7 separate regions of the Mus musculus genome follow, and all the other regions are linked to region 3. A link is a contact called in public Hi-C and promoter capture Hi-C data. All regions are on one chromosome and are shown on one strand. Each heading gives the region's core, a stretch centred on a gene start, on an enhancer-like site or on the middle of the called end of the contact. The rest is flanking DNA. Distances are from core to core; before and after follow the strand shown.

The links. Promoter capture Hi-C pulls out the DNA fragments that hold promoters and counts their contacts. A called contact is a pair of places that touch in the nucleus more often than the background predicts.
Region 1: a contact with region 3 is called in a promoter capture Hi-C map of pre-B cells. The contact joins the promoter of 6430573P05Rik here to the promoter of Ctso in region 3. A contact is called at or near these places in 3 of 39 promoter capture datasets (the C10 cell line, liver and pre-B cells), 1 of 115 datasets of contacts at active chromatin or transcription factors (astrocytes) and 1 of 9 other capture datasets (liver).
Region 2: a Hi-C map of cortical neurons shows a contact between it and region 3, with 2.4 times the contacts expected there. The contact joins the enhancer-like site here to the promoter of Ctso in region 3. A contact is called at or near these places in 22 of 39 promoter capture datasets (the 3T3-L1 cell line, 3T3-L1-derived adipocytes, the C10 cell line and 13 more), 2 of 15 datasets of contacts at CTCF or cohesin (large pre-B cells and pro-B cells), 31 of 484 Hi-C or Micro-C datasets (the AtT-20 cell line, B cells, CD8 T cells and 22 more), 4 of 115 datasets of contacts at active chromatin or transcription factors (bone marrow-derived dendritic cells, differentiating embryonic stem cells, extraembryonic endoderm stem cells and 1 more) and 1 of 9 other capture datasets (macrophages).
Region 4: a promoter capture Hi-C map of pre-B cells shows a contact between it and region 3. The contact joins the promoter of Fnip2 here to the promoter of Ctso in region 3. A contact is called at or near these places in 3 of 39 promoter capture datasets (the C10 cell line, liver and pre-B cells) and 1 of 115 datasets of contacts at active chromatin or transcription factors (astrocytes).
Region 5: a promoter capture Hi-C map of liver shows a contact between it and region 3, with 5 times the contacts expected there. The contact joins the promoter of Tmem144 here to the promoter of Ctso in region 3. A contact is called at or near these places in 23 of 39 promoter capture datasets (the 3T3-L1 cell line, 3T3-L1-derived adipocytes, the C10 cell line and 14 more), 2 of 15 datasets of contacts at CTCF or cohesin (large pre-B cells and pro-B cells), 25 of 484 Hi-C or Micro-C datasets (the AML12 cell line, B cells, CD4 T cells and 20 more), 7 of 115 datasets of contacts at active chromatin or transcription factors (differentiating embryonic stem cells, extraembryonic endoderm stem cells, hepatocytes and 4 more) and 2 of 9 other capture datasets (adipose tissue and liver).
Region 6: a promoter capture Hi-C map of pre-B cells shows a contact between it and region 3. The contact joins the promoter of Ppid here to the promoter of Ctso in region 3. A contact is called at or near these places in 5 of 39 promoter capture datasets (the C10 cell line, hippocampal neurons, liver and 1 more), 2 of 484 Hi-C or Micro-C datasets (B cells and CD4 T cells), 1 of 115 datasets of contacts at active chromatin or transcription factors (pro-B cells) and 2 of 9 other capture datasets (adipose tissue and liver).
Region 7: a promoter capture Hi-C map of pre-B cells shows a contact between it and region 3. The contact joins the promoter of Etfdh here to the promoter of Ctso in region 3. A contact is called at or near these places in 7 of 39 promoter capture datasets (the C10 cell line, hippocampal neurons, liver and 2 more), 2 of 484 Hi-C or Micro-C datasets (B cells and CD4 T cells), 4 of 115 datasets of contacts at active chromatin or transcription factors (astrocytes, forebrain, large pre-B cells and 1 more) and 2 of 9 other capture datasets (adipose tissue and liver).

The regions. Positions count from the first base shown.
Region 1 is chr3:79,285,511-79,288,262 of GRCm38.p6, reverse strand. 6430573P05Rik (RIKEN cDNA 6430573P05 gene) reads right to left here and starts at 1,408. Exons shown (of 2, transcript NR_165170.1): 1 at 454-1,408. It also overlaps a transcript of Rapgef2 not described here.
Region 2 is chr3:79,865,921-79,868,620 of GRCm38.p6, reverse strand. All of the region lies in intron 1 of Gm36569 (a long non-coding RNA gene), which reads left to right. Among named protein-coding and RNA genes, the nearest start is that of Gm40073, 14 kb to the right of the region's middle. Within about 2 kb of position 1,345, at least 36 of the 459 cell types and tissues checked have an H3K27ac peak or open chromatin away from gene starts, as enhancers often do. A contact at or near this core is called in cortical neurons, where this site is marked.
Region 3 is chr3:81,931,001-81,933,945 of GRCm38.p6, reverse strand. Ctso (cathepsin O) reads right to left here and starts at 1,345. Exons shown (of 8, transcript NM_177662.3): 1 at 1,171-1,345. The coding sequence starts at 1,281.
Region 4 is chr3:79,566,359-79,569,058 of GRCm38.p6, reverse strand. It overlaps Fnip2 (folliculin interacting protein 2), which reads left to right and starts at 1,380. Exons shown (of 17, transcript NM_001162999.2): 1 at 1,380-1,550. The coding sequence starts at 1,456. 4930589L23Rik (RIKEN cDNA 4930589L23 gene) reads right to left here and starts at 867. Exons shown (of 2, transcript NR_152118.1): 1 at 1-867.
Region 5 is chr3:79,841,528-79,844,227 of GRCm38.p6, reverse strand. Tmem144 (transmembrane protein 144) reads left to right here and starts at 1,319. Exons shown (of 12, transcript NM_001379543.1): 1 at 1,319-1,457.
Region 6 is chr3:79,589,879-79,592,592 of GRCm38.p6, reverse strand. Ppid (peptidylprolyl isomerase D (cyclophilin D)) reads right to left here and starts at 1,256. Exons shown (of 10, transcript NM_026352.4): 1 at 1,036-1,256. The coding sequence starts at 1,120.
Region 7 is chr3:79,627,489-79,630,188 of GRCm38.p6, reverse strand. Etfdh (electron transferring flavoprotein, dehydrogenase) reads left to right here and starts at 1,422. Exons shown (of 13, transcript NM_025794.2): 1 at 1,422-1,671. The coding sequence starts at 1,638. 4930579G24Rik (RIKEN cDNA 4930579G24 gene) reads right to left here and starts at 1,110. Exons shown (of 2, transcript NM_029482.1): 1 at 833-1,110. The coding sequence starts at 1,012.

The sequences.
Region 1 (2,752 bases), core at 159-2,658, 2.6 Mb after region 3:
TGTGCTGGCGAATTTAAGGACTTCCTCCCCTACTAGCTGACAGCCTGTCCCAATTGCTTACAATAATAAACTGGATATCGAAAAATATGCTTGAAAAAAAGGTTTTTAAGTTTGAATAACAATTGTCTTTAGTCTCCACACAGACTTCAAACACTGCAATCTTCTTTGAGGCTGACGCTGCACACCTCAAGCCTGGTCAGGAAGGGATGAACTCCCAAGAGCAGGGACATCTTAACACACTAATATGGGCTTTGTACCGGGCAAGTCTGGATTGGAAACTCGCGATCCTGAGAAGGTGCTCTGCCCAGTGGAAGGCAAAGTCCGACCTAGGATTATTCATTCTTGATTATGTCAGAGAACTTGCTGTCTTGGCCTCTAGATTACAACGGGCTGACCTGGTGTTTTCTTGTCCGATGTGATACCAGGTCTGGAGTTGGAAAGCCACATTCCTACCTGACTAACGCAGGAGTCATTTAAGGGTTTAGATGTCAGTGAGCGCGGAAGGTAGGAGAGCAACGTTGTCCTTGCAGTCACTACAAATAAACAGAATCCAAGGATGGTTAATGTTGCCACCGAAGCAAAATCCCAGTCAGCCCTAAGCTTTGGGAAGACCTGCCACTGCAGCCGAGTCCTCACAGGGACCTCTCCCGGGTGGGGTCAGCTTCCAGCCCGGGAAGAGGCGGGAGACGTGCCGCAAGGCCTGGGATGTGGGGTCTAGGCCAGAGAGTCGGGGTGCGGCCGCTCAGCTATGGGATCAACGATCGCAACAGCCCCGGCTGTCCTGGCTCCCACCGCACCTGGCCCCGGCAGAACGCGGCTCTCAGCGAGGGCGCGGCCCCGCCAGGCCAGCGATGGGGCGGGCCGGCGCCACGGGGCGCTCCGCCCCCGATGATGCGGCGGCCTCCGACTGGCCCCCGGCCCGTCACTCACTCCTCACCATGGTTGCAGCACAAAGCAACAAGCCCCGGAGGCCGCTTCCTCCCTGAAGAGTGGCTCCGGCGGCCGCCGAGGCGCAGGAGAAGGAAGAGGCGGGGAAGAGGAGGCGGTCGCCGTTCAGCAGACGCTTGGCGGGGCTGCGCGCTCCGCTCTCGGCCTCGCGCCCGCCGGGGACCCGTGTCTGGCCCGCCGCGCCCGCCCGCCGCACGGACGACGCACAAAGTTGCCTAGAGCGCGGGGGCCGCGCGGGGAGCAGCCGCGCTCAGGCGCCGATGGGGGCGGGCGGCTGGAGCTGCGCGGCCCGCGGGGATGCAGCAGCAGTCGGGAGGCGCGGCCGACAGTAGACGGAGGCGCGGCGCGGCCACGGCGGCCGAGGCCAGCGGGCTCGGTGGCTCCCAGACCTGAGCCGGGCTCACCAGGCTCAGCGCGCGGCCCTCCCTCTCGACCGGCGCGCGAGGACCCGGGACGCGTCAGAGCGAGCGCGGCCGGAGCGGGTAGAGCCAGGGCCCCGCCGGAGAGGCTCCGCCCGCCGTCGCTTGCACCTCCCTAAAAATAACTCGGCCCGCCGGGGCCAGCGCGATCCGCGACCGATCGGGAGCGCTGCCGGGCAGTCGCTGAGTCCGAGTCTACGGACAGCAAGCCGCGAGGAGGAGGAGGGCAGCTCCGGGCTGCACGGACCTTTCGTGCTGTCTGCGCCCCGGCCCCGCGCCTGGGCTGGTTTGCCTCGGGCAGTGGCGCTGGGCCGGGAGGCCGGCGAGTGTGTGGAGCGGACCCGGTGCGCCCCGCAGGGGGAGATGGCGTCCTACGTGGATAATAGCTTCCGCCAAGCGGTGATGAAGAACCCCGCCGAGAGGACCCCCCAGGTGAGACGCGCCGCCACCCGCCGTGGGGTTGGTGTCTGCAGACTGCGCCCTTCCAGTGCCCCGGCACTCCTCTGCTGGGGAAGCATCCCATTTCCCCCATCCAGGACCTTCCCTGCCCCAACTTCCAAGGGCATTCTTTTCAGACTGTTCTGCGATTGCTGCCCTCTCCTCTGCTGTCCTTTTCGTTGCGCTCCCCGTAGCTGACCTTGCCTGCGCCTTTGCGGGACTAGTTGTCTATAGGGTATGCCTTTCTCCGGCCACACTCCTTGGGGTTGAGTCTTGGGGTCAGGTCTCAGCTCCTCTCGGCCGGGTACTCTTGTCACCCTGACTGCAGGCTCAGTTACTCTCTTGCATGTATCCCATCTTTAGAGTTTAGGGGTGTTTAATGAGCTGTAAGCAGGAACTTGCAGGGTTGTGCGATGAACTGACTGGCCTAGGTGGGCCTTGTAAAGTGAAAGCCTGTCTTTAGTTACTACTTTACTTTCTTGAAAGAGGAATGTTGTTATCCATCGAAAGGAAAAAGTTGACAGGCCAGCGCTTTTCATTCCAATTGTAGATGTAAGTGCAGAACAGGCGTATTCGACTCCGTCTTCTTCGCAGGGCAGATTCTTTCGGTTTGCACAATATGGTCAAAATTAGATGAGTGGTTAACGTTTATACAATTGTTTATCCTCAGGTTTTTTTTTTTATTTTTAAACGGAGGGATAGCTGGTGGGTTAGATTTGATTTTTCTTAGATTGGATTAGCGAGGGAGGAGTGTTATAAAAAATGTGGTTTGATTTCCGTTGCTTACTGGCTACATGACGTAGATTCCTAAATGTTGGGATGGCGACTACAGGCGATCCTGCTTGCCAACCCTGCAGGCAAAGAAGATCTACAGATCCTTGGGGCCAGCAAAAACAGCGAGGATCCGATACTTGACAAAAGTTGCTTTGCTTGTCTGGGGATGGGAT
Region 2 (2,700 bases), core at 96-2,595, 2.1 Mb after region 3:
ACACGTACACACATACACACAAACAGATTTGTTACTATAGTACAAATTTTTAGTACATATCTTTCTCCTTGGGTCAAATTAAAGGGCCACATACTAGTTTAGTCCCACTAACAGCTTTTCTTGGTGGCCAGGCAAGTTTAGAATAGTGTTATTGGCTCGTGTTCATCATGCCCTCCACCTAGACACTCCACTAAGCCCTAGAAGGAGTAACCTCTAGGTCAGGAGGGCCACCCATACACCAAACTCAAAAGTACGGTGTAACTAACTATGGAGCATATGAAGCCATCTCTCTCTCTCTCTCTGTCTCTCTCTCTCTCCTCTCTCCTCTCTCTCTCTCTCTCTCTCTCTCTCTCTCTCTCTCTCTCTCTCTCTCTCTCTCTCTCTCTCTCTCTCGTGTGATTTATTTTATGTGTGTAAGCATTTTCCCTGAATGTATCTATGTGTACCATGTGCATGCCTGGTGCCAACAGATTCCAGAAGAGGGTGTCAAACCCCCTAGAACTGAAGCTACAGATGGCCATGAGGCATCTGTGGATGCTGGAAGTTGGGCCTGAGTCCCGTAGAAGAGCAGCCAAATACTTGTAAGCACCCACCAATCACTCCAGCCCATGTCTGTAATGCCCTTGGGCTTTCCCTTGCCTGAAAGCTGTTTTCATTCCCTTTAATCACAAAGTAGCTGCCAGAAGTGACATATATTAAATGTATCCCTTTTCATGTTCAGATAAAACAAAGATTATAAACATTCTCCAAGCACCAAACAAGATTCTGAGCTTTGAGCAGAACTCAGTCACCACAGATAGAAGTACCAGGCAGGCATCCACCTTAGCTGCATGGCCTCTACTAAACTAATAAAACCTATAAATTGTTTTGAATTGTCCCTGGGGTTGGCTATGGCCAACCCCACAAATACCCAATGGAAATTTTTAGAATAGCAACTGGGTCAGCAAACAAGATATCTTCAATAATTACTTTAGCTTTTCTTGTCTCTTGATCACATAAAACCAAGAGAGTCCAGAGTCAGAGTTTCTGCTGACCCAAGGCTCCTGCATACTTAGTAGTTAGTTGAATGAGTGATTCAATAAAAGAATGATCAATTATCCTCCAAAATACACTCATCACCAACTGTCCCTGTACACCTTGGAGCACAAGACACTTGCAACGAGATTTAACTGGCATCTGATTGTTCAGCCCCACATTGCAGAGGTTTAATTTTATCTATTATTTCCTGGGTCTTTCCACTTGATTTCAACACATTACTGATTATTTTTAGGACTGCCATTAGCACAGACTTCAATTGCTGTCCTGTTTTTCCCCTAGGCAGTGAAGCAGTTGCCATGGAAACAGAATCCAGTGCTTCTCTGTCTGGAGCCTCACATCAATGCAACTTAATGAGAGGAAGGAAGATACTAACATCCTACCTGTATTTTATGTCTCAGGATCTATTATCCAAAAAAAAAAGATGCAAGCTCTGTTGGGGGAGGCAATTCTGATGGTGCATACGGGTGACACCTGTCCAAGTAGATGTGTCAGTGTTCTCCTCTGGAATTAATGCTTTAGCTTAAGATTCAGAAAGATTTCAATGCTTGGGTTAGCTATAGATGCAAAGTCATGAGGTAGAGGATATTGAAAAATTGGAGGAAAGTGAATTTTAACTACTGTTGCTTAACAACAGAGTCATGGAGGAGAAGCCTTTCTCGGAGAGCCAGGCATTACGATATGGGGATGAGGAGTCTCCCCACAGATCCACCCTACAAAACACTGGGATATAAACACTCTTTCAGGTTGACTAGCCAAGGAAGAGGGAGTCCTAAGCCACGGATGAGACAGCACCCGTCCGTCCTGGGAGACTCTGGAGTGGAGGCCGTGCTTTGATAGGAGCTTCATGCTCTCAGCACCTGAGCAGAAGGCACTGCTGTTAGTGAGCTGTGGGGACAATGGCAGCACCTGCAGGTCAGAATAAATGATGCAGCACTAGATGCTGATTGGTTTGTTTGAGACAATGTAGAACTGACTCATAGGAAGGCTTACCGAGGACCAGGCTCTAAACTGAGGCCCATCTTCATGAACGATTCAGTTCGACCTCTTTAGCATATAGGATGAATATATGCATATGATACAGAATATTTCAGTTGACCTCTTTAGCATATAGAATGAATATATATATATGATATAGAATATACCTATATAACAGCCATAATGAGAAAAGCCCCCTCAAGTCACCAGAGAAGGGGTCCTGAATCCCTGAAACTGGCAAGAAGCAATGAGCTAAAAGATGAGACGAAGCCAGGTCACCATCGGGGCTGGAATGGGGCCAGTAAGCAGACCAGTGAAGCAGAAAGGGCAGCAGTGAGGCGGTAAGGATGGGAGTCAGGGTCCTGGTGAGTGGTTTATCTTGCAGTATCTTTCTGTTAGTGATATTTTAAAGTGAGTAAGCAAAATAACTTCTTTTTAAAATTATGTTTGTTTAGTTTGCAATCATGGTCCTATCAAAGGGGAAGAGGGAAGATGAGGAGAGAGAGAGAATCCCAGACATTGTGAATCACGTCCATAATCTCAGCACTGACAACTGTTGTGATTTTTAAAGTCAGCCTAGGCTAAACAGTGGGTTCTAGGACAGCTAGACTGTCTCAAAATGCTACCCATCACCACCTCACTCCATCCCCACCAAATCTCTCTCCTGTATCCTAACCGTATCTATCC
Region 3 (2,945 bases), core at 96-2,595:
CACATGTCACTATGACATCCCTATCATGATGATAGACTGTCCCTGAAAGTGTGAGCCAAAGTAGACCCTTTTTCACTTTCTTTAAGTTGCTTTTCTTGGCAACCTTGCTTTATTTCAGTAAGGAGAAAAAAAATTATACATTACATTGTTAGCTTTCAATACTCAAGATTAGAAAAAAAAAAACTAGTTGGCCAATAAACACCTTATCAACAACCTGTGACACTGACTACCTCACCCTATTGGAAATCAAGGACAGGTCTCAGTAACACACAGGCCAAGGACACTGAGAAATAGACTGGTAACAAGAAATGAGCTCAAAAGTAACAAAAAGGAGAACTAAAGCACAGCATTTTGATTTGAGTACAACACAAGGGTAGCTGAAGCCAAAGAAGGCCGGACTGAATGAATACTGGAACTTCTCAGGCCAAAGAGGACAAGGAGAACGGGGCAGAGCTATGGGGTTCTATGGAAATTTCAGAAAACATCAGTAAACACTAGTTAAATGGCCTAAGAGCAGCATTCCTGAATTCAGATAGACACTGAGTCGAACAGGTGAGTCCTCCTCTAATAAAATCGTGATGGCATTTTCTTTTTTCTTTTCTTTTTCTTTTTTTTTTTTTCAGATTTAAAAACCTTTCAGAGAGCATTAAGTATAGCAACTGAGGCCAACTGTGAATCTGCATTTCGGTCAGTTCCCCTGGTTACTGGGAAAATCTATCCGTGGTCAGCTAACTTGTCCATTTCAGAATTTTAAGGTTGGAGAGCAATTGAAGGATTATTATGAAAACTTTAAAAAAAGAAATCCGAATTTAAGGCAGTGAAATGTCTCCTGTTCTACATCAGTCTCCACCAAGTCAGAGAGAACTTGATGGTGGTAGACAGTTCCAGGACTGAGAAATCATTAACTTCCAGTTATAGGAGGAGAGAGCCAGTGCCCCCTGCAGGCGGCTTTCTATGCGACAGGTTTGGTGTGGGAAAGGCTTTAGGATTCAGGATACTTCTTCCCCTTAGCTTTGCTTTGGACATCTTTTGGTGCTTTGGGATATAGCACAGAAATCCTTGCCCTGGGGAATCAAACTTTTAGGAGGCAGTTCTACTGGGGAAATGCGCGCTTGGAGCTTGGGTCCCTCCCTAGGAGCCCCGGGGCAGTAGAGGGAGGGAGCTTGGTACCCGCAAGGCGGCGGCCTCCCGCTGGTGGCTCCAAGACCAGGTCCCGGCGACCCCGTGGCGGCCGAGACAGCAGCAACACAGTAGCAAGAGGTTCACCAACTGCGGCTTCATCCCGGTGCCCGAGGTCCACTGTGCCCGGCCCGCTTTCTCTTTCGGTTTCTTGGCTCCGCCCACTGCCTGTGTCCTGTGCACGCCCAGAAGCAGAAAGCTGCTGGGGTCCCAGCTGTTTTGTTTGTTTGGTGCTTCTTGGGATTATTATTGAGCTTTTGTGCTGTTATTGGGCATCTGGGATTTCCCTCTTACTTAATAAGAAAGAGAGCAAAACCTGACTTACACAACAGTATGAAGATACAAACTATTGTGTTTCCTGCTGTCTGAGATTCAGCCCTTCATTTTACTTCCTGCTGTTTAAATTGAATATGTGTTCACTGAGTGTGTGTAAATTGAACTCAGCAGGTTGTATGGGGACGTATAGTGTATGCGAATTTACACACTTCTCTCTATGGATGCGTATAAATACTTGACAAAATTGTTGCTGCACAGAACTGCACAATATCTTGTGGCCATTTCTCCACTTGTAGAAAGCTGCACCCGCTTCCGAAGTTTGTAATGAAATTTAGCTAAGTAATCCTAAACACTTCATTATATGCTGAGCACGTCCTGTGCTTTTCTTTGTTTCACTGTTAAGGTTGCTTTAATTTTTCTTATTATTTTATTATGTTGTTTTCTTCTTGCTTAGCTTACTTCATAATCCATCCACCTCACTTTCTATCCCCAGCTATAATTAACTGACGTAATTTTTAAAAATCTTGTTTCCTTTTACCATGGTGCCGGTATACAGAGTGTAAAAGGAAAAGGGGAACATGTTCAAACCAGTCAATATGTCTGCTCACTCACATCTCAGCTAAAGAGGTTTCCAGTACACTGCCTCAGAGCTCTCCTTTAAGGAGACTGAGTGATTTAAGATCTGAGACCAAATATCACAAATCGCTGGTTACCCTTGGGAGAAGACAGCCAGCTGCTTCTCAGAAGGGCCTATGTACACAAAATGCAAATTATTGTCTTAGAATGAGTCTTTACTCTGTGTTTCTTTTTTACCCCTTCTCTATTGTCCAAAAGCAGATCCTTTGTGGACAAACTGTAACCAGGTTCCCAGAAATCGGAATGTCCTGCATCTTTTGTTTCTTAGCTTCCAACCTGGCGTATATCTGAATAACCATAGTGTTTATTTTCTTGTTCCTTCACTCCCAGGCCTACCTACCCCGACTGCCCTACTTAAAACCCTAACCTTCTCCCCCTCTCCACCCTATTCTTCTAATACTGCCCCCATTGCCTCTGGTGTTCAGTCTGTAGCCTTTTGATCCATAGCACTTTTCTGTAATGCCAGCTTCGTGGGAGCGACAATTTCATTTCTTTAGTCTCTTATGCACCAACAACATATAGTGGGTATTCAATCAGTAAATGTTTGTTGATATAAACTTATTAAATTTAGTCCAAATAAACTTTCTTTTGATCACAGCAGTTATCCTGCATAAATGTTCTAACTCAAAGGATTGTCAAAAGACATAAATTATCATCAGAAAAATAACTTCAGTTTAGTAATAACAGGAGAGAATGCATAGAGATGAGTAGGCTACAACGAAGGGCCACTTGCAGAAGGATTGCTGAGATTAACATAAGCAGGAATCTGTGGGCTCCTTGCTATCTCAGTTATGCCTGCATTGCTAAACTTTCCAATAGGAACAGCATCTTATCACTGAGGGTCTAAAGGACCT
Region 4 (2,700 bases), core at 131-2,630, 2.4 Mb after region 3:
CTTGGTGGGTCATTTGTTCACCGTCCTCAAATTTGCTGGAGTCAGAGTGGAACTCAAAAGTAACTAACTCTAGCTCTACTACCTACCATCTGAACCACGTTAGAGCTCTAGGCCGCAAAACAGATTAATAAACTGTTTTGAATGTGGTCAGACTCTTCATAACCGCAGGTTCTTTAACGTCTTGCACCACAGCACAATAAATTCTCAGGGGGTCTGAGGCGTGAAAGCACAGGCAAATGAGTCTAAGCACACACTCAGCTTCCCTAAATCAAAGAATCTATTGAGTTTTTTTTTTTTTTTTTTATGTGCCCAATGTGAACACGAACTAGGAAAGCAATCATTTGTGTGTATATGTGGGCTTAACGCACGCACATATGGGCTTAGTACATGCACAGCTTTTGTGTGACTTATGTACCAGTGGGAACCAACACACCAAAAAACCCAAAAAAACCCCAAAAAACAAAAAAAACCAAAACAAAACCCGGTGACCTGAATAAACTGTTTGTAAATTCAAAATTGAGCCTGCTGATTTACTCTGGTTCCGGCAGTTGCTTGCTGGGACCTCAAATGCAGCAGGGGCCAGAATCCCCAGCAGCAACGTCAGGCACTAAAGTTGCTTCTCCAGCTCAGGCCACGTTTTCTGCTAGGGAGTCCTGGACCCGATAAAATGAGGACCAAGTTCAAGGGCTTTTCTTTCCAAAGAACAAAAACCTCCATAGTTGTGCTCTGGAGCTCAGTAGGTCAAGTGTGTGAAGACTCGTGCACCCCGCCCAACTCTCTAGCCCCAGTAAGAGCCCGGCGAGTGATAACTCCGGGCGTACCCCTAGTGATGTCGGCGCAGGGCGGGTAAAGCTGGCCAATGGAGACGTTAGGCCTCTATGCTCCTCCCCCTCCCCCCACACGCCCCGCCCCACTCCTCCCTACGAGCCTCTCCCGGCTCCACTCTCCGCTTCCCTGGCGCTCCTCCTCCATCGCCCACTCCTCTCTCCCACTCCCTTGTATTCCTCCCAACACGTTCCACTCTTCATCGCCTGCGCTCCTCCCAGTCCCTCTTGCTCCTCCCAGTCCCTCGTGCTGCCTTCTGACGCTCCTCCTCCCTCCTCCCGGCGCTCCTCCCCCTCGCTCGTGCACCCCCCTCCCTGCCATCCTCGTGCTCCTCCCCTCCCTCATGCTCTCCCTCCTCTTCTTCCCGTGCTCCTCCCTCTCCCTCGTGCTGCCCTCTCCGCGCTCCTCCTCCCGCGGGAGCGAGCTGTCAGCCGGGCGGGCCGGCTCCGTCATATGACCGGCCGGCGGCCGCGGCGCCGCACCTTCCGTCCGCTGCAGCGGTCCCGCGCTCGCGCCCCTCCGGGCGGCCGCGCCCCCGTCGCCATGGCCCCGCCGCGGCCGCCGTGGGCTGCGCGCTGAGCCGTCGGGTCCCGGAGCGTGGCCGCCCGCCCGGGCCGCCGCGTGCACGCCATGGCCCCGACCCTGCTCCAGAAGCTCTTCAACAAAAGGGGCGGCGGCGCAGCGTCTGCCCAGGCCCGGCCGCCCAAGGAGGAGCCGGCCTTCAGGTGAGCGCGTGCGAGCGGGAGGGAGGCCTCAGGCGGGCTGCATGGAGACCGGACCCCCGCGCCACCCTGTCCCCTCCTCCTGGGCGGGACCCCGCGCCACCCTGTCCCTTCTTCCCAGATCCTCCTGGGAAAGACCCCAGTCTCTCACTCTCCTCTGTCCCGGTCCTCCCGGGTGGGACCCCACGCCTCTCTCGCCCCTCTTTCTGGGTGGGACCCAGCAGCATCCTCTTCCCTCCCTCGCCGGGTTCTCCCAGGTTGGGCTCCTCTTTCCACTTCTTTCAGGGTCTCAGAGCCGCGAACCGCCCTGTCCCTTTTCTACTGCTCCTTCTGGGTGGAACCTCAGCGCCGTCCTCCTTCCTTGCTCTCCAGGTCTCCCCAGGTGGGAGCCCTGCGCCATCCTCTGCCCTCTTTCCTCAGGTGCCCCACAAAATTTCTCCATATGCCCCCGTGTCTGAGCACGTCTGGGACCGGTGTGTACCTTCCAGGGTCTCTGGAGGGAGAGTCACCTGCGTCTCCCCTGCCCCAGAGCCTGTAAGCTGTCATTTTGCAGGCAGCTCCAACCCACTGAGTATGTGACAGTATTTTGAAGTTGGAAAGGGTGAAGCCACGAAAAAAGCAGCTTCTTTCTTGCAGTGTATGACAAGCTCGCCGGCGGATGAATAAAAGTGTGTAATTTCCTCATCAGTTAGAAGGCTGATGCCGCATGATGAGTGGAAAGGGAGGGAAATGCTTTTTATGAAACGTCTCGGGTTCTAATTTAACAAAGCAGAGGCAGATATTTAATAGTTCATCTTCGGAACACATACCTTTGGATTAGCATGTGTTAAGCTGGCTCAAGACCCACAGCTCTAAGTGGCGGCTGGTCTTGCATTTTGAGCTAAGCAATTGGCTCTCAGTAACATCCCTATACTATTCTGCTTTTGAGTGGTAAGTTTCCAAAGATGCTCTCCTGGGTCCTGTACTGTCTCTCAGCACTACTAGTTGAGAAAACATTTTATTTGCCATTTAAGTTTTCATCACTATAAAACAAAACAAAACAAAACAGAAAACTGAACACCTCACACCGATTCAGACCTTCTAGGGATACTTTATGTTCAGAATGTAAGACTTTGAATTTTTTTTAAAAACAAACAAACAAACAAACAAAGGT
Region 5 (2,700 bases), core at 70-2,569, 2.1 Mb after region 3:
CCTGCCTGCCTCAAACTCAGACTAGGCCAGGACCTAGCACTTCCTCTTCTTGAAGTTCACATCTGTGTCTTCTGCTGTGCTAGTATCCGGCCTAGAGAGACAGCCTTGCTGTCTAGGAGAGGTCTGTCACACACACACACACACACACACACACACACACACACACACACAAGAGCGCGCACACAGACACATATGGACGCGCGCGCACACATACACACACATGCACGCACACACACACGCACACAGTCACACACACACACTCACACGAACACATGCACAGAGAGAGAGAGAGAGAGAGAGAGAGAGAGAGAGAGAGAGGGAGAGAGGGAGAGAGGGAGACAGAGAGAGATGAACACACACACACACAAACACACACACACACACACACACACACACACACGAGCGCACACACAGACACACATATGGACGTGCGCGCACACATACACACACACGCGCACGCACACAGTCACACACACACACACACACACACGTGGTTTTCAGCTACAGAAGAGGCAGGTAAATCTACATCATATGCTAGTGGTTGCTTTTACCTCTGAATCTCAATCGGATGTCCGAAGCCTGCACTCCTGTCCATTGCTCTTGATTCTTACAGCTCTTTAGGTGGGGTGGGATACAGCTACTGCTCTGGAACGTGATGCACAGCCTGGTTTCACAGGAAAGCTTCCTGGAAGCTATTTTCAAAGAAATTACCTCCCGGGCCAAGCTTTATTTTCCGCAACTCCAGTGTATGGATTTGTATAAAGCCACCTCCCTTGTCTACTGAAATGTGCCAGCAAGCCACAAAGGCATTTAGTTCACATTACAGTAGCACACATTAATTGTTTACATTTGTCTAAGCTCATGATTCCAGCTACATGGGAGGCTGAGGCAGGAGGATCACAGAGTCTACTTGGGCTGTGGAGTGAGCGTTAAGCCAGTCTAGGCAACTTCGGAATAAGCTGTCTCAACTTTAAAAAGGGGGAATGAGAGTTGGGAGTGCAAATTAGGAGAGATTGCCTAACAACAAAGGCAAACCGGGATGGAATGAGCATTTATTTTGTAACTGTGTGAGGTAGCTCCGGCTTTGTCTCATCCACAAACTGCACAATTAAAGGTGTGGTGTTTAGCAGAAGGTGACTTGCTACTCACTGAACGAGCTCTTCTTTAAAGGGGGGGGGGGGGGGGGGGCACGACACTCTCTAGTTAACTCGCTGACTGACAGAGGGCCTGAGGACTCCTTAGTCACCTGACTGAGCTCCAGCCCTCCGCTGGGAGGGTGTCCTGAGCCTCCGCCTGGGAGGGACTCCGGTCTCCCTTCAGATTCCGGCAGGAAGTCCGCACGCGTCCAGGGAAGAGTCAGCGCAGTGAGACCCCACCAGGTCACCTGAGTCTAAGGTGCCCCTGGGTCTGAGAGCCGCCCTGCAACCTTCAGCTCCTCGGGAAAACTCGCAGAGCAAGTAAGTGCCAGCACTCGTGACGTCAGCCCAGAGACAGGCGAAGCTGCACTCAGATTGGAGGAAATTAAAGGAAACCAGAAATGAAATCTTTAAACTAGAGCAGGCGGCATTGATCGAGCGCCGGCACTATCTTAAACGCAGGGGAGGAGCTGCTTAAAACTTTAAAGTAGTCGGGAGAAAAAGCAGATATACCAGTAATGAAACGAAAGTAGTAAATTTTTTAGAAAGAATGAATGTAGCTTAATAAAATATTAAGTGGATACTTAACACGTAAACCTTAGAATCCTTGGACTTGAGACTTTTCCACGGAATGTTGAAAGCTTTTACCTTGGAGAAATACGAACTATTTCGATAGCTGCTGCCTGGTTGGTAATCTGTCTAAGGTAAACGCGTGTGGGCAGGTCACGTGCTACCTGACCCACGTGATATTTATGGTCCTATTGTCTAACTAAAACTTGAAAAAATTTTAAATGAATGGGAGGGATCTAGCACAAGTTTAAAGCTTGACTGAGCTCTGAAGCGAGTTTAAAGTCTGCCTAGAAAAGCTTGGCGAGACTGTCTCAAATCAAACAAAGTAAAAACGGGGTTCGGGTATAGCTGAGCAGAGCGTTTGCCGAGCATGCCGTATTATTAAAAAATATAATAATAATAATAATAATAATAATAATAATGGATTTTGTTTGCTTGCTTGCTTTTTTAAAGACAGGGTCACACTAGTGTTGTCCTGGATGGTCTGGAACTAGCTATGTAAACCAAGCAGGCGATGATCTCAAAGATCTTCCTGCTTCTGCCTTCTGAGTGCCGGAAGTTAGCTTGCTACCAACCTAGACTGAAAATAAGATTTTTAGAGGAATAATTTGGGGCTAGGTTTGTGCGAAAAAAGGGTTGGGGATACATGTTCAGTAAAGTAATGATGCTTCTCTTTACCACAGAAATGTCACTGATTTAACGCGAGATGGACTCTTCCTTATGGCAGTCTGGGATTGTTGGTTCACAGGGAATTAGATCATGTGCTTTTGGAAATGCTCTGGAGCCGTGTGCTGTAAACGAACATCGTTTATCTAAGGCAATAACTGACTGGAGTTGATTCAGCAGTCAAATGAGGTCATGCGCTCTAATTAGCACTACTAATTATTCATCCAATTCAGGCTGAAACCTGTGGCTGCCCATCAATACCCCTTAGTGGAGCCTTCTTTTCTGTAAAATAATCTACCTCATTAAATGGTTAGGCACTGTCCTCTTA
Region 6 (2,714 bases), core at 7-2,506, 2.3 Mb after region 3:
GCAGACACCTTTACCTGCTGACCTATCTCAGGGGCCCTGCACTCAGAATTTCTAATCGCTAAGTAACTAACAGAAGACATAGTCCACTCTGTGTTCTATGGAAACTGCCTTTTGTAACCTCTGAAACAGTTCCCTTCTCAAGAATCCAAGAGACAGTTAACAATAAAATCTGTTACAAAACAAAGTGAATGCATATATACCCGTGTGTGTACCCATCCCAGCAGGTCTGGCCTACAACTCTAACATGCTTCAGAAAAGCCCAATTGAGTTACAAAGCAACACGAGGGCTTATGACAGTGTTTCTCAACCTTCTTAATGCTTCCACCCTTTAATATAGTTCCTCATCATAACTGTAAGTTTGCTACTGTTACGATTAGTAATGAAAATATCTGATATGCAACTCGGTGAAATGGTCGTTTAACAACCCACCCTCCAAGGAGTTTCCTCCACCCACCGGTTAAGCCACTGGCTTAGGGCTTCTTAGCTCTGAATCCTAGGTAACCATACAGACATAGTGCTCAATTCCATGATGCCAAAACAGCACAAACGATCGCCTACTTAAACTGCTACTATAATCAGTAATAAGGAAAAAGCACTAAGCACGAAAGTCACTCTAATTTGAAAATGATCTGGTAGCTCCCAATGTAGTTCGTGTACCAAGAGGCACGTGGCGTGTCTTGAGCCCCCCAGGCACATATCCAGGAAGCATACCGAACTATCCACCACTACTCGTCAAATCATTTCACTTTATAGTAAGTAGTGATGCAAAGGTTGCAGGGAAGTGCGATCAAAAAGAGACAAACGATAGGGACGCCACGATCCCTAAAGTAGAAGTAGAAATTTCCAGAAACTTCCACCGGAAGGGAGAGGGCGCAATCTGGACTCGTGGAGGCCAGGGCTCGCTCCGTCTGGGACCTAGGCTGCTATCCCCCTCCGGATCCCAGGCCCCGAGCCGCCGAACAGCCAGCGGGCCAAGGAGAACCGCAGCAGGGAGGCCCCGGGCGAGGGAACCGCTGAGCCGTTCGCGCCGCTCACCTCGCTCCCCGCCGATGTCCACGTCAAAGAAGACTCGCGGGTTCTTGGAGTTGGAGGGCTTGGCTGCCGGGGATGCGTGGGACATCTTCACTGCGGGCACTGGGCAGCGGGACACGAGCACCTCGTGCGCGAGACCGGAGCAAACTCTACTGCCCCTCTACGTTATAACCTGGCAACGCGCGGAAGAGTTACTTCCTGCGCACCGCCGGAAGCTGTACTCTGGTTTCCGGTGGCGCCTTCACCTTCCGGTTTCTGCGCCTGGCCCCTAATGCTTCTCTTTAGGTGGCTGTAGTGGCCGTCGGTTTCTTTTTAGTGTGTGCGCCGTTCCCTGGTGTTTGCTGCATCGCTGGGTGGAGAATTTGGAAACCATCCTAGCCTCGACTCTGCCACGAAATGCCAGTAACTACAACGAAACTTAGTTTACTCGTCTGTAAAATGGGGATAAAAATGCCTCCTCTGAGCAGACATGGTGGCTAGGCGGCACGACCTGAGTCTGATCCCCAGGATCCGTAAGGTGAAAGGAAAGAATGTTATCACCCAGTTGCCATCTGATCTCCACGAGTATGTCGTAGCATGCACACAGAAGCGCACATACATAAATTAATTGGTGCCTTCTTTTTCTTAATGCCTACCTACCTAGGGAAGGCGTTTTGGAAATTAAAGACATAAATTACTTATCAGAATGCCTGACATAAACATGTGGCTTCTAATAAATAACAGATGTCCAGTTACTATTGCCATGTTATTGTCATTTGGCCGTTAAGTTGTAAGTGACCCAGTCTAAAGCAAAGGCTCCAAATGCGCTGATGTTGAGAATCTAAAAGAGGATTTATTTGACTTCTGTTAAAACTAGATATCCTATAATAGTCTGTCTTTTTTTTTTTTTTCTAATGGGCTTGGTGTAAAATACACAACTTAAAGTTGAATGTGGTTATTCAGTACTGAGGAGGTAGAAGCAGGACGATCTATGTGAGTTCCAGGCCAGCCTGAGCTATGCCAGTAAGAATTTAAAAAGTGGCCATCCAGAGACTGTCCCACCTGAGGATTCATCCCATATACAGTCACCAAATCCTGACACTATTGTAGATGCCAAGAAATGCTTGCTGACAGGAGCCTGATATAGCTGTATATAGAGGCCCTGCCAGAGCCTTACAAATACAGAGGCGGATGCTCACAGTCAACCATTGGACTGAGGGGGTTGGGGGTCCCAATTGAGGAGTTAAGGAAAGAATTGAAGGAGCTGAAGGGGTTTGCAACCCCATAGGAAGAACAACAATATCAACCAACAGAGTTCTCAGGCACTAAGCCACCAACCAAGGAGTACACATAGCTCCGGCTACATGTATAGCAGAGAATGCCCTTGTCAGGCAACAATGGGAGGAGAGGTTCTTGATCCTATGAAGGCTGGATAGATGCCCCAATGTAGGGGAATTGAGGGTGGGAGTGAGTGGTGGGTGGAGGAACACCCTCATAGAAGCAGGGGGAGGGGGTGGGATAGGGAGTTTCTGGGAGTGAGAAGCCAGGAAAGGGGATAACATTTTGAAGTGTACATAAAGAAAATATGCAATTTTTAAAAAAGAATAAGAAAGTACATTTAGGACGAGTAGCTTTGGCATAGGCCTGTTATGCCAGTAGTTGATTCCATGCCAGGAGAATCCAAAGTTCAAGTTAGCCTGGGC
Region 7 (2,700 bases), core at 173-2,672, 2.3 Mb after region 3:
GTCAGCTATTGGATGGATCACAGGGCCCCCAATGGAGGAGCTTGAGAAAGTACCCAAGGAGCTAAAGAGATCTGCAACCCTATAGGTGGAACAACATTATGAACTAACCAGTACCCCGGAGCTCTTGACTCTAGCTGCATATGTATCAAAAGATGGCCTAGTCGGCCTTCAATGGAAAGAACGGCCCATTGGACTGGCAAACTCTATATGCCTCAGTACAGGGGAACGCCAGGGCCAAAAAGTGGGAGTGGGTGGGTAGGGGAGTGGGAGAGGGTATGGGGGACTTTTGGGATAGCATTGGAAATGTAAATGAGGAAAATACCTAATAATAAATAAATAAAGTGCCGCTGTGACCCTCCAACCCCTCAGCGTTATACGTGTTGGGGTCAGGAAGTTATTTCTGGGAATTCGAGATTGAACAAAAACTTTACAGAATTTTTGCATTGCAAGATTCTGTTCTAAACTGTCCTATCAAATCCATCTGCCGGCTGTGATTAGCCCTGGTCCACTCAAGTCCAACACAGAGCCAAGTAAGCGACACACAACAGCATCACCAGCTGGCCCTGGGCTGGTGGCCAACTAGAAGCACAAGCTCGAGTCCCTTAGAAAGCACCAATGGGCAAGGAGGCAAGCTATGACCGCCCAAAGTGCTCCGAGGGATGGGAGGAGGCGGAGAGAGGATCCTGGCAGCGGGGCTGCGGATGACCGCTAGCAGAAGGAGAAGGAAAGAAAGATGCGGGAAGAGAGAGCCGAGGCTAGCCCTCAACTCCAAGAACCGCAGGCAGGAGCACCCTAGCTGCAATCAGCTCTCAGCCGCAACGGCGACACTCACGTCTCCGATCTGCAGCTCCACTTGCTCCAGCGGGTCCACGGTTGGACCGGGACTCCTGCTCGGATCCCGCCAGCCCAAACTCACTGGCATGCTGAGGGACGACGAAGAGGCGCCTGACGACGGAGATGAGGGAGGCGGCGGCGGCGGCGAAGAAGCCCGAAACTCCTCAGAGTCAGCCATGGGAGTGAGCTGGGGCTACTGGACCGGATCAAGCAACCGAACCCTCACCAACTGCCTTTCGACCGCTCGCGCCCAAAGCCCATAGGCTCCGCCTCCTCCCACACGGAGTCCCGCCCCATCTTCTCGTTTGTCTCTGCCCTGGACCCCAAGTACGTCTCATTTTTTCCAGACAGCCAATCAGATATCAAGCCAGGCGTCACCAGGCTCCTGCGCACAGCTCCAGGAGCTAAACACTACAACTCCCAGAATGCCTAGCAAATCAGCCTCGCTATGCTTCTAGGGCGCATGCGCACACGCGAGAGCTTGTCGGCCTCTTCTGCACACTAGGTTCCTGGCTGAGGATGACTGGGAGATGGAGTCTTCTGCCTTTTCCTGGCTTGTATGTGACCCGGAAACCTTACTGGCCTTCGTGTCCTCTGTGGCGCCGGCGCAAAGCAGAAGAGGGGCGGGTACGCCGCGAAGCAAGGGCGGTCGGCAGAGCCCAGACGCTGACAGAAGCTGAGCAGTCGGGGCTTCTTGGCAGGTGATGGCGCCCCTCGTAGCCTAGAAGTCCAGCACCCTCGGCAAGCCGCAGACCCACGCCTCTCTCCTTTGTATCTGGTCAAGTCTCCGGGTCACTTTGAACATGTTGGTGCGACTAACCAAGCTGTCCTGCCCTGGTGAGACGAAACTCCTGGTGGGGACAGAAGGAGCAAGGTGGATAAGTTGGGACAAAACAAGACTGGGGCCACACCCGGGGTACTGCCAGCATCTCTTTCCTTGTCTATTGTCTTAGGCTAAACTAGGGCAAAGGTCAATGCTGTCAGCGCCTGGTGGCCGACCCTACCTTACCGACCTTGGAGTTGCCCCAGTTGGCAGAATTATCATCTAGGTTAAAGGTCATGAGAAGAGAAAATTGTCAACACTGCCCCCTCGGTGGAGTTCCCCCAAATGCCGCTCCTAATCTTTACCTCAAGGCTCAGGTATTATCTGCCGCCTTATTAGGAATGGGAAAGAAAGAAAAACTTGTGTGGGTTTTCGCCTTGGCTCTGACCTGACTTTGCAGCCATAATAGTCTAATCTTAATTGAAGTCTGAGCTCTCATATCGTATTAACTCATATATTACCAATTATGTCTGGAGTCGGAATTTTTTCTGCATTATCCAGAGTTAACACCAGGCGTTTCTGTTATGGGTGTTTCTTAAAGCAGTTGCAGGATAGTTTTAAGTTTTTACTTAAAAACAACCCCCTCGTTCAAACAGAAGTTTAGAGGATCTTGAATTCTGTTGTAACTGGCTTAATATAAATCTTTACTGAAGTTAATTTGGCTGTGGGATTTTTAAACAAGTATTTGTATACTTGTTTAAACAATATGGTGTATATTCAAACCAAGCATCTATTATCCACAGAAGATGGTATGCTTTGAGAGCCATCAGTTTACAGTCTAATTTAGATGCAGTCTTGGATCTAGTCAGTGACTTTTCTTTAAACGCTAATTTGTTACATTTTCATTACTCAGTGTTACCTCTAGTGGTGACAACTAAATGTGCTAAGTATGTCGTGTATGGCTGATCCGGTGTTCAGTGACTCTGACTTTGCTTTCTACTGGAACTCTGTCTTTATGCCTAAATGTTCAGATGGGTCATGAGAGATACCATGCTCGTTTAAGCAAAGGAATAAACGTTATACCTTTTTAAAATTCTCTGGTG